2 separate regions of the Triticum aestivum genome follow, and region 2 is linked to region 1. The links are chromatin contacts, called in public Hi-C maps. All regions are on one chromosome and are shown on one strand. The core of a region is the stretch at or near the end of the contact, and the rest is flanking DNA. Distances in the headings are between cores, read along the strand shown. Region 1 has its middle 21 kb from the start of LOC123061869. Region 2 holds the start of LOC123061872 (putative protein TPRXL).

Region 1 (6,123 bases), core at 1,141-3,640:
TCTTCTTCATACCCACAATGTAGTTTTATTTATCATTTCTAGTTGGAAGCAAACGTTCGGTGTACGCAGAGTCGTATCAGTGGCAGATAGGGCTTGAGATAATATTGATCTTACCTTTAGCTCCTTGTGTGTTCGACACTCCATACTTATCACTTCCACATTTGGGAATTGCTACAATGATTTCCTGCACTTGGGGATTATCAATACTCATGGTGACAATGGGGTATTATTTTGATTCACTTGATATATGTTCTGGCACTCAACTTGCGAATTCCCGAGGTCACATTGGGGTAATCTACGCATAGGGGTTGATGCATGTTCTTGTCTTTGTTTCTCCGATAGAAATCTTGGGGCACTCTTTGAGGTTCTTTGTGTTGGATTGAGTATTATGAATCTGAAATTATTTGGTGGTATTTTAGTACGAACTCTTGGATAGATCGATCGGAAAGAATAGCTTCGAGGTGGTTTCATACCCTACAAATGATTTCTTCTTATGTTCTTTGCTAGATTGAAACTTTGGAGTGATTCTTCGTTGCATGTTGAGGATGGTTATATGATCCAATTATATTATCATTGTTGAGAGATTGCACTAGCGAAAGTACAGACCCTAGGCCTCATTTTCAAGCATTGCAATACCGTTTGTGCTCACTTTTGTTACTTGATACCTTGCTGTTTTTTATTGTTACTATTACAAAAACCAATATCTACTATCATTACTATGCTTTTATTACCATCTCTTCGCCGAACTAGTGCACCTATACAAATTACCATTGTATTTGGTGTGTTGGGGACACAAGAGACTCTCTGTTATTTGGTTGCAGGTTTGTTTGAGAGAGACTATCTTCATCCTATGCCTCCCACGGATTGATAAATCTTAGGTCATCCACTTGAGGGAAAATTGCTACTGTCCTACAAAACTCTACGCTTGGAGGCCCAACACGTGTCTACAAGAATAAAGTTGCGTAGTAGACATCAATGGTCTGCAAAATCTTGTGGGCCTTTAGTTGGGCCAGCCCATTATGGTCCGCAAAATCTTGTGGGCTTTTAGTTGGGTTGGCCCATTTAATCTTTATGGGCCATTTTTGGGCCGATCCACATGTCAACATATCAAAGGCGCATCTCACCCATTGGATGAGTGGCATCTGTGCTAACGCGGAGCTGACACGTGGTTCCGTGGGATGATGAGAATTTTACACATGGAAAATCACCATTGGTCGTGGCTGTTAGCGGGTTATCGAATCCAAAACCGGGCTCGATAGCTTAATGGCGACCCATTACGGTGGATGCCATGTGTCGGTTACCCTTGACGAAAACACTTCCATGACGCGGCATTTATCGTCATGGAAGTGGACACTTCCGTGATGATAATTTTGGTATTGTCATGGAACATGTCTACGACAACACAGGTATGACTTTTTTGATTCTGTCACAAAATCGTCATGGATGTACATGCATGACAAAAAATGTGACCTTCTGTGACAAACACGTATCATCACGGAAGTGTTTTTTTTGTAGTGTGATAATCTAGCATCCTAGACTAAGCATTTAGGATTGCAAGTAAAGGTAACAACAGTAGTAGCAAAGACATGCTATGCAACAGAATAGGATCATCCGAAAAGCAGTAACAGCTACACTACTGTAATGCAAGCAGTAGAGAGAAGAAGTAGGTGGTATCGGGATGATCAAGGAGGTTTGCTTGCCTGGAAGCTCTGCGGAGAAGGATGGGTCGTCAGGAGCATAGTCGGCGTCAGGAGCAGCGGCGTCAGTCTCGAAGTCTACCGGAGAGAAGAAGGAGAAGAAACAATAAATACAATGCAAACAGATGCATGACATGACAATAAGCGGCACAAGAGGTGACCTAACGTAGTACTAGGTGATACCAAAGAATATTCTCGGAGTTTGGCATTTCGGACAAATGAAACGGAGGGGGACGGTTCCGTGTTCGTTATGATAGGGACGTGTGACAAACGAACGAGCTGCGTATTCGGAATCGTCACATTTTTCTGAGCAACTTTCATGTATAAAGTATTTTCATCCGAGTTCCGAATTATTTTGTATTAATTTTCAAAGTTTTAAAACATTTTTGAATTTATTTTAATTCGAAAATAAATGTTAAAATGCTATGGGTACCCAGTACACAGAATATACACAACGGCTGTCATGTGGACCATAGGGACCCAGCGGGGTGGGCCCCCTGTCATAATCTGTTTAGTCAATTAGTTTAATTAAACACGTTAATTAATATAAGTTAATTGATCTAAATTAATTAAGTTAATTAATTTTTAATTCCTTTCTTATTTTTTATTTACATTTTGTTTTTCTGGGGCGGGTCCCACATGGTAGTGGCCCAGGAGTCCACGGGCGGGTTAATGGACGTGCACACACGCGACATCGGCCTGACTGGGCAAAGGCCCTGGTTGGGACGGCCAGCGCGGTCGCCGGCGATGCAGGCCAGGGACGGCGCGATGCGGCACTACGGGGCACAGGCCGAGCCCGAGCGCGCGAGCGTGTGGGCGCCGGGCGATGGAGGTGGCCATGGCACGACGGTGAGGGAAGGGAGGCAGCAGGGAGCGACCGAGACGAGGCCACGGGCAGGCGCAGTCGCGCGCGCGCTACAGCAGCGGCGGGCGGGAGCATGGGATGCGGGAGGAGCGGCGGGCAACAAGCGGGGCGAAGCTGGGCTGGTGCGGTCGGGCCGACGAACGGGTGGGCCACGACAGGGCAGGGAGGCCGCAGCGGGCCGAGGAGCAGGTGTCGTGAGCGGGCGGAACACAGCGGGACAGTGTGGGGTGGCGGTGACCGTGGGGCCGAGGGGAGAGGAGCCCGGCCTCACCGACGTTGAAGGGAAGGGGGCGGCGAGGCGTGGGAAGGCTGTTTGGTGAGGAGACGAGAGGCGGCGGCAAGGTCCGGCGACAGCGTGGCGGCTCCTGGGACGGCGACGGTGGCGGGGCATCGGGGTCGTCGCCCCGATCCATATCGGGGGGAGGGGGAGGAGAGGGGAACGAGGGGTGTGTGTGCGCGTGGGGTTAGGGTTCGGTGAGTGGGGGGATAAGGAGGCCAGAGGCGGGAGTTGGGCCGGCTCAGCTGGAGTGGCGAGCTGGGCCGGTTGGCCGAGGGGGTCTTTTATTTTTGTTTTTGTTTTTCTCTTTTATTTATTTTATTTTATTTTCCTGTTTATACTTTATTTCTATTTATTATAGTTTTATAAAATATAAAATTAGTCCCTATTTTAGTGTTAATAAATATGCTACTACCCCATTAGTTTTGGGCAACTAAATAAAATATTTTAATATTCTATTAATTGTAAAAGGCATTTAATTAATTGTTTTTGCTATTGTTTTTTATCTAAGCATTTAAACATTTTACAAAAATGCGATTTCTCCATCATTATTACCTATGAATTATTTGTCACATGCATCTAGAACATTTTAGTTTTAATGTTTGAAAACTTTTATTGTTTGACTTCATCTTTGAATTGAATTTTAGATCGGTTTTGAATCAACGCGAGATTAGTAAGAGTAACAGGGGTGACATGTCATCATTAGCAGGGATTACTGTATCTTAATTATCCGAGCGTTACAAATACATCTCAAGCAAGCATGACAAGAATATAGGCAGTAGACAAGGTAAAACATGCCATTTGCAAGAATGTAAAGATCTCTCTCTCTCTCTCTCTCTCTCTCTCTCAAACAACCCTGCAATTAAATAAAAGAAATCTCTTGTGTTCCCAACACACCTAATACAATGGTAAATTGTATAGATGCACTAGTTCGGTGAAGAGATGGTTATACAAGTGTAGTCTGGATAGTAGATATATGTTTTTGTAATCTGAAATAATAAAAATAGCAAGGTAGCAAGTAGCAAACAATGATAAAAACAGCATATCAATGCGTAGAAACAAGGCCTAGGGTTCATAATTTCACTAGTGCAATCCCTCAATAGTGCTAACATAATTGAATCATATAACCATCCCTCAACGTGCGACAAAGAATCACTCTAAAGTTCTTATCAATAGCAGAGAACATAAGATGAAAATGTTGTAGGTAGCAAACCACCTCAAAGTTATCTTTCTGATCAATCTATTAAGCCATCCCTATAAGTATCACAAACAACCCTAGAGTTCATACTACAATAACACCAAATAATTCAGATTCATAATATTCAATCCAGCGCAAAGAACCTCAAAGGGTACCCCCAAAGTTTCTATCAGAGAAAGTAGGACGAAAACGTGTATCAACCTATGTGCCTAGATTACCCCAATGTCATGTCGGGATTCCGCGAGTTGATTACCAAAACATACATCAAGTGACTCTATAGAATACCCCATTGTTACAATGGGTATCCGCATGCAAAACATACATCAAGTGATCTCAAATCTAATATTCAATCCGACAATAACGAAACCTCAAAGGGCAAGACTCAATCCATTGCAAAAAAAGATAGAGAGGGAAGAACACCATATGATCCAACTACATTAACAAAGCTCATGGTACATCAAGACCGTGCCAAATCAAGAACGAGAGAGAGAGAGATCAAACAAATAGCACTATTAGTACATACCCTCAGCCTCGAGGATGAAATACTCACACATCACCATGAGAACGGAGGAGAAGTTGGTGGTGATGGTGATTGGAGAAGATGTCCCCCGTGGCGTTCCGGTGCCACCGGAGGAGAGGGTAAGGCCCCCCCTCCTTCTTCTTCCTTGGCCCTCTAGGAGAGAGGTAGTTCTCCCCCAGATTGGATCTCTCTGTTGTCTTCTGTTTTTGCGACTTTGTTTCTAGCCGAAAACTGTTCTGGAGATCTGTAACTCCGATCGGGCTGAAATTTTGACATGAATTTTTCTCGATATAAGCTTCCTTGCTGCTGAAGTAGGGCTCCAACCAACTTACGAGGGCCCCACAAGGCATCACCCCACGTCCTGTGGGGTAGGGCATGCCGTGTTGCCTTGTGGGTCCCTCAGGCAACGTCTTGCATTGATTCTCTTTCCCAAAGATCACATATATTCCAAAACAAATCTCCGTGAAATTTTATCACATTTGGACTTTGTCGGCTATGGATTTTCCGCGAAACAAAAAACAAGCGGAAAACAGGAACTGACATTGGGCATTGGATCAATAAGTTAGTCCATAAAAGTCATATAAAAGTGCACCAAAATCATATAAAATTATTGTAAACATTGCATGAATACTTCATAAATTATAGATGCATCGGAGAGGTATCAGCATCCCCAAGGTTAATTCCTGCTCGTTCTCGAGTAGGTAAATGATAAAAAAATATATGAAGTGTGAATGATAGAATAGTGCACAAGTTTGATCACTGATAATTCTAATCATTTTTTTAGCATCATAAACACCAACTCTTTCTAAAAAACTCATCATGATAAAGTAGCAAGCTATTTACAAGTTAAAGTATAGACTATACAATTTCTTGAAAACTAACAAACTATGTTCTTAGTCATCAAATAATTACAATTCATCTTATTTTCAGGATGGGTCTATGTAAGATGTTTGATTTAGCAAATTCCACATACTCAACTATCATTTAGTCTTCCATGATTGCTGACACTCAAAGCATATTTTTAGAACAAGTTGTTTCAATTGGACACAGAGGAAGATGTGGACTTAATGTTTCGCCTCCCAACTTATTTATCTCAAGGATAATGTCAAGATAGTAACTCGTGATTACCTATATCCAACTGGATATATGTGCTTGGATAATTCCCTACCACATGATGCTTGCCAAGTGGAGAATAATTGAGGTTGAAATGAGAATGAATACTATTGACTCTTGCATAAAAGTAAAAACTGAAAAGATAGGCCCTTCGCAGAGGGAAGCAAAGATTGTCATGCACTTTTTTCATTTGGATGTGCAAGCCCTTAATGCAAAGGAACATCACTTTATATTGCCCCTTGTGATAACAACCTTTATTATGCAGTCCGTCCCTTTTATTTATTTAGCATCACAAGTTCATACAAAGCTTATTTTCCCTTGCAATAAAAGATCATACATATTTTGGAGCAATTTTTATTGCTTTTTGCACCAATGAAAACTTACTTGAAGGATCTTGTTCAATCCATAGGTAGATATGGCGGACTTTCATGGCATGAAACAGGGTTTAAGTTT
Region 2 (6,123 bases), core at 1,412-3,911, 490 kb before region 1:
TGGTTGGGAGGGGCTGCTGAGGGGTAAAGGGGAAGAAGGGTGGGTAGGGTGGTGGATCGGTGGTACTAGTACCGGAGGGAGACCCCTGCCACAACCAGATGCATACAATATATATGCAAAAACCTAGCAAAGCTGCTACTACTAGAACTCACTTTTTTTTTCTCCTTGCAGAGGTGCTACAACTACTGTTGCTGCCCATCCATACATACAGAAAAGAAAAGCAGATCGAGGAGTTGAGATGTGCACACCGGTACTACTACTTTCCCTTTGATGCTGCGATTCATATCATGGTCGTGCTAGCACGGAAGCTGAAATCTACTACTGGTGGCGGCTAGATCGGCCGAACAATCCACGGAAGCTGAAATTGGCCCTGGAGTGGAAGGAATTTGAGCAGATATGGCAATCTAGTTGGGTCCCCCATGCATCACGCAATGTGTGACAAATACGGGCGCTGCTGCCCCCGATGTCACCTCTTGTGTCCACGGATTGGTCAAGGGACGACAGGGACGGTAAAGTTACCGCCCCGTCCAGATCCAGACACGAAACTTTCCGCAATAATTAATAAAATCGCTTTTGGAAACGTAAATAAATGGCACGAAATTAGGAAGAGATGGAGCGATCCAGATCATCGAGCCATCAAGGCAGCACGTATGTAAAATATTAAATATTACTACGTAGAAAAATCAGAAAACCTACTTGCTTCAAATTGGAGGAAAAGAAAGGAATCTTTCGTCCAACTCCAGCACTTGTTGCGGTGCTAAAAGACGGGCGGGCGGCACAGCTCACCAGAAACACAAAAGAGGCCCAAACCCGAACGCCGAAAACACCACGCGAATAAATAACGCCCACGATCCCACGACTCCAGCAACAAGAACAAGATGGCCGAGCGGCCCGGTAGCTTCCCTTTCCTCGGGGGCACAAGCGGCAACGGAAAAAGGGTCACGGTCGCCGGCTAAAACCGGCGAGAAATAGGGGAGAGGAGCGGGGACGCGAGGCCAGGATCTACGAGACGAGACGGGACGGGGACACGAGGCCGTACCTGCTGTGGTGGGGAGGCTGGTGGTTGGCGTCTGCTCCGGCGGCGCGCGGCGGGAAGGACGACGAGGACCTCAGGTTGGACCCCCGCGTGATCGTGGCCGGAGGAGGGGGCATCAGCTTCTCCGCCGGCGCCGGCGCCGACGCGCGCCGCTGGATCTTGCCGTTGCCCAGGGCCTGCCGACGCTGCGAGGACGGCGACGCCGACGAGGACGCCGCGGAGGAGTCGCGCCGGCAGCGGGACCGCTTGTTGTGCCCCCACTGCAGCAGCACGTCGCCGCCGACCGCGCCTGTGCCCGCGCCGGTGGAGCTCGGGGAGGCCGTGTCGGAGGAGTCTGAGGGGTGGTGCTGGCCGTGGTCCCGCGCTGGGCTCCGCGCGGCCGACGACGACGGCGGCTGCGGCGCACGTGCCCGCACCGGCGCCTTGGAGTCCGCCTGGGAGGCGGCGAGGTACGAGGCCAGTCGGGAACCGTCGGTTGCGGCCGCCGGGCCTTCGTCGTCTCTGAAGGATCTCGAGGCCGGCTTGCGTGCGACGCCGCCGCTGCCGCCACCGTTGGCGAGCGGGAGGCAGTCCGGGCTGAGCCTTTGGTACCTGCAGCGACGCGGGTTAGCGATTTGGCCGGACGAAGGGATCTGCTGCAAAATGTAAGTAACAAATCGGCGGCCATGGAGTTGCCGATGAAATGAAAAGAAGAACACGGCGGACCGATCACAAAACGACCGCAAAATTCAACGGCCGGCAGAATCGGGATGGTAAGCACGAAGAACACGAAAACACTTCGGCCATGAACCATGAACTCCAATCTTCACACGAAGAGAGCCTTAGATGCAGCCAAGAAGAAACGGCAGGATGCTTGTCATTCGGACCAAACAGCCGGACAAGAGCATCGGAAACGAACGGAGAAGACGACCAGGAAGTATTCAGAGCACGAGCAGAAGACTGCGAAATACATACAGAGATTAAGAACGCCGAATCATTCATCAGGAGCCAAACGCAACCGCGTAAATTGGCATACTCAGAATCGAAACACCAAAGCACAGATCAACCAAACCGCAAGAAGAAGAAGGGAAAATCCAGAAACTCAGACGGCGGCGGCGGCCAGATTACAACAAAGTAAACGCATGAAAGGTGAGAAATTTACAAGGCCGGCCGGTTGCGGCCGAGGACAGGCGAAGAGATGAAATCCATCACCAACCAAAGGAAAACAGAAGCCGGAACCAAAAATCAAACGCACGCAAGATGGAAACAGCGCACGCGTCGATCTGAACACAAACAGAAACAGACACGGATGTAAGGAAAGAAGAAGAGCACGAAGATGGAGAGGGGAGAGAACACGGAGATCTGCCGGCTACCTCATCATGTCCAATGCGGGAACGGCCTTCAGTCTCGATGAGCTCGTCGACGCGGCGTCCCTGCCAATCGCGTGGACCTCGAGGAGGCCACGCATCAAAATTGGCCTCCGGCCAACCGCTCGAGGCAGGCTCCTTCCTCCTGCCGCCGAGCAATCACTCCCCCGTTCGTCTACACGGAACGAACAGGAGGCGGCCACGAAATTTCGAGGAAAATTTGTGGGAAGAAGAGGAGCCGGGGAGGGAGGGTGGGAGGAGGAAGAAGAGAGAGCAGCAATGGCGATGGGAGCAGAGCCGGGGGTCCAAATAGAGGCTTTATCTTTCTCGGCGTTCCCCTTTTGCCCTCGGGTAGGGCTGCCTATCCACCGTTCTGCCACCGCATTTGGGTGCCGAAACTGCCCCCGCGTCGGGTCGTGGCAGTGTGGTGATTTGCGGAGAATTCGTGGGCTTCTTGTGTACGAAGGCCGGGGAGATCCGTGCGGCCTCCTCTCTTGCCCTTCAAGCCACTGGGAGATCTCGTCGCTAACAGACGTCACCGCAAACTAAATTGAGAAAGAAAGAAATTTAGGACAGCTTGGTCATTTGGGTCCCACATGGCAGTCACTTACATTTGCGTTATGCTGTGCCACGTCTACGGGGAGTGCATCTCCCTGGCCGGTGGGTCTCCCAGATGAGTGTGCGAATTAGCCAGAGAGCGCCGATCTGGTTTTGAACGGACGGATGATATGAGTTTGATGGGATCGCCACATCGACGGTACGGTGGTGGTACGACGTACCATAGCTGGCCAAACGGGCCGGCCCGGCCCGGCACGGCACGGCCCATCCTAATTGTGCCTGGCACGGCCCGACCCGCCTAGGCACGATTATTATACGGGCCGTGCCGTGCCAGCCCGCGTGCTGCAGCCTGCAGCCCAGGCACGGCCCGTATGCTAATCGGGCCGGCCCACCGGCACGCCAGGCCCACTAATCTACCTCCTATTTTGCGCATTGAGCGTTTTAGCCTATTTTTACCTGTTGGCCCATATTAGAATACATAAAAAATATAAAAAAGTTAATCGGGCCGTGCCGTGCCGGCCCGCGTGCTCGCCCTTCAGGCCCAGGCACGGCCCATGGCGTGCCGCGTGCCGGGCCTGGCCCGTTTAGCACGTGTCGTGCCGTGCCAGGCCCGTGCCGTGCCGGCCGTGCTACCGGGCCGGCCCAACTATCCCGACCCGTTTGGCCAGCTATACGACGTACCGCATAGGCAGCGGACGGGGGACGTGAGGAGGCAGGCGGTTGTGCATCGTCGCCGTGATCGGCACGCACGACTTTCGCACCCGAGGAGCGAACCAGAGCAGGCAGCAACATTTGGGCGTGGGGAGGAATTTTTAGGGGCAAACTCTGGTAGAGTGGTTATATTTGCAGACTCCATAATTTGTATGAATTGTGAGACGCATAGGCAGAGCAACTCCAATCACACGACCCATTCTGTCACAGCGCGCGTTTATTTGGATTGAAACAGACATAAACCTCGGCTCAACGTGTCGATGCAGATGGACGTGCGTCTATTTTTTATCCATCTGCAACCCATTTTCGGTTCAAATATGATCGGGTTTCTGTCTGCGTGGGCGTGCGTGACGCCGCCCTTGTCCCCCCCTTGCCCCCGCCACACAGTAGCACATCCACCCCATTTTCTCCATTCTCTCTCAAAACCCTCCCGCCTTCTCACCATGGCCGACGCGCCAAACCCCGCCGCCCCCGTTGTCCATGGTCGACGGCGTGGCCGGCAAGCCCCGCTTCACCCATAAGAAGCAGCCCAAGAAGGAGCAGACACGGGAGCAACAGACAATACAATCGGCGGAGAGGGCTAGCCAGAGGAAGGTACAAGCCGCGCACCGCATGACAGGAGGCACCATCGAGGAGAATGAGCCCCTCGCCGCCAAGCCACACAACAAGCCCTAATGATTCTAGGGTTCAGCCATGGCAGCGCCGAGACGGCCATTCTAGTCGCTGCCGCCATGCCCACGGGGACGTCGGTTTCCCGTCCGCCACGGGCGGAGGCACTTCGCACCTCCCCCACACTGCGGACGCCCAACTTATCCCCAACACAACCCGCTTCTCCACCTCGCGTGGAAGGGAGTGTGAGGGTGGTCACCCCTACACCCACGTCCATCAACCTCAACGCCACGCCTGTGGCCGGCGGGTTGTCCACCGAGGGGCAAAGGAAGCGGGCGCGTAAGATCCCTACCGGCAACCGTCCTGACGCCCGCCGACTGTTCGACTAAATGCCGGCATCAACACAAGATGACCAGGCCAATGAGTTCATCATGAAGAACATCATTTTAGAGGGTGGCAAAGGTGACAGGGCTTCGATCACAATGAGAACCAAAGCCAAGATGGGCGCGGCCGCTCCACGCAAGGCCAAGAGGGCATGGCCCACACCTTCACACAAGGCCAAGAATAGCCACACGAGTACGAGCAAGAGGAAGAAGATTAAGTGTACATCGAGGGGGGGCATTTGTTTGCTGATAAGCTCACTCATCAAGCAATGAGCAAAAGAAGAGACGGCAAAACATTCAAACGAAGGCATACACAAAGGATGAAGCGGGCTCATTTGTGATAGTTGGAAGGACATTGGACAATATCCCAAGATTGGGGCAGAGCAAAAAGGATCAACCTTTTGGTTTAGAGTTCATGCAAAATTCCATGAATGCAAGAAGTTCCCGGTGACGGTGCAAAATACTGTTAGGTCCCTCGATAGGGGTCCAAGTGCAGCTGGAAGTCTTAGGTCAGAGATCGCACAGAGGGTTTATCTAGGTTCGGTCCTCCGTAGAGTAATACCCTACATCCTACTTGCTTTCGTTATTCAAGGCGGAGGGATACCTCATGCGATGGGTTACAATGGTGTATGAGATTGCTACCGAGAGTTTGTCTATCTGGATATAGATGATCTAGAGGGGTTCCCGATCATCCTTTATATAGGTAGGGAGGTCTGGGGTTTACATGGCAGTAGATGTGATCTGGGTGTCGTCACCCTTAGTCTTGGAGGACACGAGGGTCTCTGACGCTCCTTTAGGGCTTCCCTTCTGTTCTGGGCCAGGTGGGCCCCGGTGGGTATCGAGGCCATGCTCCCTTAAGTGAGCCAACCCCAATGCGGGACACCATCAGTAGCTCTTTGATACATCTCTGTTGTATCTATAATTTTGGATTGTTTCATGCCAATATTCTACAACATTCATATACTTTTGGCAACATTTTATATTATCTTTTGGGACTAACATATTGATCTAGTGGCCAGTTCCTGTTTGTTTCATATTTTTTGTTTCGCCGAATATCCATACCAAACTAAGTCCAAAGGCGATAAAAATCGACGGAGATTTTTTTGGAATATATGTGATTTTGGGGAAATGGAACGAACATGAGATGGCTCGAGGGGCCCACAAGCTCAAGGGGTGCCCCCTACCAGGGCGTCGCTGGCAAGCTTGTGGCCACCCGTAGGTCGGTTGGAGGTGTCCTTCGGCCGCAAGGAAGCTTATATCCGGATAAAAATCGTGTTAAAATTTCAGCCCAATCGGAGTTACAGATCTCCGGAAATTTAAGAAACGGTGAAAGGCCAGAAAGCAGGGTCGCGAAACAGAAGAGAAACAGAAAGAGAGAGAGAGAGAGAGAGAGAGAGAGAGAGAGAGAGATCCAATCTCGAAGGGCTCTCGCACCTCCGCCGCCATGGAGGCCATGAAATAGAGGGGAAACCCTCCTCCC

What was found. Hi-C and Micro-C count contacts between places; a contact is called where the count stands out from the background.
Region 2: a Hi-C map of leaf shows a contact between it and region 1, with 4 times the contacts expected there. The contact joins the promoter of LOC123061872 here to the enhancer-like site in region 1. A contact is called at or near these places in 2 of 5 Hi-C or Micro-C datasets (both in leaf).

The regions. Positions count from the first base shown.
Region 1 is chr3A:502,971,123-502,977,245 of IWGSC CS RefSeq v2.1, reverse strand. No RefSeq gene overlaps it. Among protein-coding and RNA genes, the nearest start is that of LOC123061869, 21 kb to the right of the region's middle. Within about 2 kb of position 2,390, at least 8 of the 8 cell types and tissues checked have an H3K27ac peak or open chromatin away from gene starts, as enhancers often do. A contact at or near this core is called in leaf, where this site is marked.
Region 2 is chr3A:503,463,296-503,469,418 of IWGSC CS RefSeq v2.1, reverse strand. LOC123061872 (putative protein TPRXL) reads right to left here and starts at 2,661. Exons shown (of 5, transcript XM_044485155.1): 1 at 2,389-2,661; 2 at 1,040-1,627. The coding sequence starts at 2,483.